Linked DNA regions of Zea mays: region 1 is linked to region 2. The links are chromatin contacts, called in public Hi-C maps. All regions are on one chromosome and are shown on one strand. Each heading gives the region's core, a stretch centred on a gene start, on an enhancer-like site or on the middle of the called end of the contact. The rest is flanking DNA. Distances are from core to core; before and after follow the strand shown.

What was found. Hi-C and Micro-C count contacts between places; a contact is called where the count stands out from the background.
Region 1: a contact with region 2 is called in a Hi-C map of endosperm, with 2.1 times the contacts expected there. The contact joins the promoter of LOC100381571 here to the promoter of LOC103651368 in region 2. A contact is called at or near these places in 2 of 25 Hi-C or Micro-C datasets (bundle sheath and endosperm).

Annotation. Positions count from the first base shown.
Region 1 is chr3:215,426,823-215,429,522 of Zm-B73-REFERENCE-NAM-5.0, forward strand. LOC100381571 (Cyclic dof factor 2) reads right to left here and starts at 1,442. Exons shown (of 3, transcript NM_001174396.2): 1 at 798-1,442; 2 at 528-606; 3 at 1-322. The coding sequence starts at 1,226. The coding sequence ends at 141.
Region 2 is chr3:215,242,105-215,244,804 of Zm-B73-REFERENCE-NAM-5.0, forward strand. LOC103651368 reads right to left here and starts at 1,375. Exons shown (of 2, transcript XM_008676992.4): 1 at 965-1,375; 2 at 384-802. The coding sequence starts at 1,139. The coding sequence ends at 678.

The DNA of each region.
Region 1 (2,700 bases), core at 192-2,691, 180 kb after region 2:
CGCACTTCGTTCTTCTGCTTGGAACACTCTTGAACATCTGCTTACAGCTGCTACAGCGGCGTCGTCTGATGCCAGCACGGTAGTTGCCTGTGCAGCGGCTAACACCCAGCCCCGCGTGGCCACCCGCAGCGACGCCTCCGCTAGCTTCCAGCTCGGAGCGCAGCGCAGCGCGGCGCGAGGAGGGACGCTGCCGACGGGTTGAGGACGCCTGTGGGGTTGGCCAGGACCCTGACGAGCTCGTTGGAAGCGGTGATGAAGCATGTTTTTTTAGAGCTCCTGCATCTGCACTGCTCTGTCACCCTGGCGTGCTGGAGTGGCGGCCCTGAGAATGGTTCCATAGATTGTTCAGATCGGCAAATGAACATTATTAACTTGGAAGATGTTGATTCAACAGATAACCAATGGTGCTTCAGATGAAATGATCAGCAAGCTACATGCGGACCGGAAAGGGCCCAATAATTCCTCGGAAAAAAAGTTTATTGAGTACTAGTAGTTTGGAGATGATCTAAACATTCGTAAGGACTCACTTTTTGACTGCCTACCAAACTGAACTCTCTCGCGGTCGCAGAGCAGGCCGGCAGCATCCTTTTGGCCACCAAAAGAATCCTAAAATGGTATATTTAAAAAAAAAGCAGAATCTAATAAACCAAAAGGACAGGGCTTGGACTACTGGTAGGTGCGAAAAGGGCGCCGGGGCCGCGGCCGCAAGCTTCCGGCCGTCCGGCATCACGCGGGAAGGAAGGCGGAGCCCTACCCCGCGCCCCCCTACGACCGCCGAGTCAACGCGGCCCGCCCACCTCCTCGGCGGCTGCGGGGGCGGACGACGCGGCGGCAGCGACGGGCGCCGATCGGGCGGTGGGGCGCGGCCTGCGGCGGCCCGGGGACGCGGAGGCCACGCGGCGGAGCGCGCCGCCGGCCGTCCAGTAGCGGCGGCAGGCGCGGCAGAGGTGGCGCGGCTGCCGCACGTTGTAGTTGTTGAAGTAGCAGAACTTGGTCTCCCGGCTGCCGCACCGCGGGCACGGCAGCGGCTCGGCGCCGGGACCCCCAGCCGCGGGCGCCTGCTGCGGGGGCGGGGGCGGGGGAGGGGGAGGAGGAGGAGGAAGGGCCGTCTGTGGCGTCGGGTCGTCGCCCTCGTCCGCCCCGCGTTTTTGCGCGTCGGGGGGCTGGATGACCTTGCCGAACAGCTTGAACCCCGCGGCGTCGGCGTCCGGGAGGTTGGCGGCCATGGATGGAGCGGGAGGAGGGGCCCGGGGTGGGTGGGTGGGTAGGGGACGACGGCCGGCGCCGGCTTTTTATACACTACTAGGGAGGAGAGGGAGTGGAGATGGTCATCGCCTCGCCTCCCCGCTCTTCTCACTTTTGCTTCATGCGCCTGACTTCTTTGCGTGACCACCCGCCCGGCCCCGGTACTAGTAGTAATAAGCCATGTGGTCGGATAGATGGATGGATCATGCACGGATTTGGTCTCTCTCTAGTAGTCTCCCTCCCAGCTGTTAAGATTGGAAGGTCTGGCTGGAGGCTGGACTGGAGCGGAGATTTGGCCGCGCAAGGGTTTGATTGGTCCGCCAGGGCCAGGCCACACAGATCGATCGCTCGCTCGCCCAGAACCACCAGTGCCACTTTTTGGTCGCCAGCCTCTCGTCGGGTTGACCTTTTTGATGAGTATCATAGTAATTCATAACCGGTTGACTTTCATGGTCGCAGCTTAGTTTTTTTTTTCTTTTTTTGTGAATAAAATGGATTGGGCGCATGTGGGGAAGCGATTCTTGTGTGTGGGAGACTCAAAGCTCGATCGGAAGCGGCAGGGGAAATAAAGGGGTCTTGTTTAGTCGCTAAGCAAACACGGACAGTACAGTACTGCATGGTTCATGGAAGGGATTGCCTGGTTGGTACTAGTACTTGCTACGAGGCCGACATGTGCCAGAGAGTACCCAACTGATCTCTCTCTCTCTGTTTTTTTTTTTTTTGGCTAGGCGTTGACATTGTCGCTCTCTGGTTGAGATGAGAGAAGGAAGGCATTTCCATGGCTAGGATCTGAAGAAGCTGGGGTTACTAATCTTCCAAAAGATTACCACGTACGACTAATTAACTCCTGGTGACCAAAAAAAAAAAGAGTCTCCAAAATCAGTGATAGAGAGGGGAAAAAAAACGTGTGCTGACCGAAGCATACACACGACGAACAGGTGCAACGAACCGGTATGAATTAACGTGTACGTATGGCCCTACTAGCTATCTGTCTGGGATGCATGTAATAATAAGCTAATCCTCGAGAGTTGACGCGCCGGTCCAAAAGTTAGGTGGAGCCCGATTTTCCGGCCGTGCATGCATCAGCTCCCCAGCAGTCTTGTCGTCCAACCAGCAGTGCTCCTGCCACCGTGCATGCTTTTCCTTCGGGAGCTCGTCGCACGCAGCAGCCAGCAAGTCACGTGAAATAAATATCTTCGGTTCCTGTCGCGATTAACGCACTCGTAATGACGTCTGCAGCCTTTGCGCGCGCGCACAAATGCGTGGGCCTTCTTGTCAAACAAGCATGGAATAGTAGTATTTCAACCACCCTTTCGCTGAGATCATAGATAGACCTAGCTTAGTTCATTCGATATGTGAAAAGCGCGAACTTGTCGCTTGTCACGTATATATACGTTGTTAGCTCATCCAAGCGTCGTGTGCAGGGCTACTAATGACGTCTGGACAAACCGCTTT
Region 2 (2,700 bases), core at 125-2,624:
AGCGCGATGAGCCGTGTGGAGGGTGGGGGTGCCTCCTCCACGTCGCGCGCAGTCGCTACCGCCCACCGCAAGATAGGGTTTCGGCTGGGAGTCTGTGGAGGGGTGGTGCAGATGAGGCGAGCGGTTGGTGCGGGGTGGGGGAGAGGAAGGGGGCGGGCACGACTGGATGGCGCGTGCGGCTGGATGGCATAGGTAATAGAAACGGACGGTCCAAATAGATGGGAGGCAGAACGGCAGAACGGCAGAACGCAGGGAGGCAGACTACTATTGCTTACTTAATAAGTAGTAGAGATTGTGGAGGTTCTCAACCTCAACCTGGACTCCTGGTTCTAGGGTTGCTCTGCACATGAGTTTATTAGGTGCAACCGTGCTTCTCTTTTTTATATATTGTCAATCATATATATTATTAATCATCGCTCATGTACATATGGGTGACAATACGTTTTAAATTTTACAATATAAAATTTAAGGATCGGATTAAAATCGTGTCTCTTTTCTATTCATTTTTGAACTAAAATTTATTTAGAGTCCTACTTTGTGAGGAAGTATTTGGATCATAATCCATAATCGCTTATACATGTACATGAGAAAGGTTTAATCGAGAAAAAAATATCTGTGGACTGCGGTCTGCTGCTGGATCGATGTTGCCAGGAGCCTAGCAAAGTAACTACTAATAACTAGGCGTAGGTGTCAATTCTACTGCTGCTGGCTTTGCCGACCTCGGCCTCCAGCGTCTCCATCTGCTGCTCCAGCAGCCTCAGCCTCTGGTGCATGCTGTCCAGCCTCCGCCGGGCCGCCTCATCTGTCAAAAAAAAAAACAACGCAACTAGTCAGCGGTGATCACTCATCTGTTTATTCATATCACTATCGCTACAGATTAAATTAATAATAATGGGGTGTGAACGATCCCGCTAGCTCGATCATTGCTGTCATTACTGGCTTCTACTGTATTTACGAAACGAACCTAGCTGCGCGACGAACTGCGAGACGGTGACCTCCTGCCCGGCATCGGTGACGACGATGGGGGTGCCGCTGCCGCCGTCTCCGGCTCTGGCTCTGGCTCTGGCTCTGCGGACGGCGCCCTCCGCGAGGCCGGGCTTGGTGGACGACGTCCCTGCCCTCGTCGCGCTCGCAAGCATGGCTCTACGCGACCCTCTTGTTCAGCCGATCTCTTCGTCGTCGTTCTCTTGCTCCCGGTCCCAGGCAGCAATGACAGCAGTGGTCCGTTAGCTTGGATCTAGAGGCAGGAGACGTGTCCGCTGGAGTGGGGACGAGCCGCTTTTTGTACACGCGCGCGCAAGGGTGGACATGAGACTTGGGGGAGGGGTTGGGCCGCGCCGGACCTCGTGGATTGGGGCCTCAGATTGGCTTGCGCGGGCCGAGAGACCAAACTCACTACTTCACTAGTAAGTCTAAGCATACTATACAAAATAACGTGGGGATACTGTAGACATACTATAAACTAATATGGTATATAATATTTTAAAAAAGATAATGAGATAGACGTTTAGGGGTGAACTCAAACTAATGTATTGTTTGGAACCTTTAAAACTAATAGTTAGCTACTAAAAATTAGTCGTTGGATTTCAAACATCATCCTAAGGGTCTGATTGGAAGCAAATATATTAGAGAGAATTAAAGTGACTATAGTCTCTTACTATTTGAATAGTAAGGGATTATAGGCCCATTAATCCCCTTCAATATTTTTGCTCTCAAATAATCCCTAACTAATTGTTATCTACAACACAACTAACAATTAGTTTATTAGATTGTTTATCTCAGCTAATAATTTATTAGCTGGCTAATTATTAGCTCTAGGTATGCAAATATGACCTAAAACGATCGATCGATGGATCAACCGATCTACACTATACATGCATGGCAGCATGGGTCACCATTCGCACATGTGCCTTTGTGCGGCTGTGTGAGATCTCTCTCGATATTTCATGCTGATCCAGCGGCAGGAAATCTTGAGGCCTCGGAGATGGCGATGCATGAATACTGTCGTGTCCCTTAACACGTAAGCCGTGAGGTGGACGTGCATGCATCCATCGTAACCGGAGGGAGCCCGTTGCGTCATTGCTTGCGTACGGCTCCCGTTGCGTTGACCCCCGGATATTATAAGTATTTATATGTAATGCTTTAAAAGAGATAAAGGTCGTTTCATCTGGTTAAACTTCTTGTTGTTACCACTTACCAAACACAAAGGATGATATGACTATCTTGGAAGTGAAACCATAAAACTCATAAAGTCAGTCTCAACGAAAGTTTCACAAGAGTTTTATTTGTATTTAAAATAGCTTGCCACATATGAATTTTTTTATGACATGCCAATGTTTTACTAAAGTGAGAAGAAATAAGTTTTTCGAGAGTGAAACTCTCTTGACGTGATTATCAACTCTCTATAAGCCACATAATTGATTGTCTATGAAACTATCACTACAACTAAAAAACCTTTAGGAACCGACTATAGTACTAGATTCCTAACCGATACTATGTAAACAGGACTAAAAATCATATTCTTTTGTTATGGTACTAAACGGTACCCTAAAAGTAAAGCATACGGTCGGGCTTTCATGTATTCCCTCCTTACCACTCTGCTATAGAGCTATTTGTGACTATCAAGAAGATATTTCCCTTTTACTTTACATCTGAAAGAGCCTTTAATGTCGTTAGTGACAAAAATGGGACTAAAGAGCT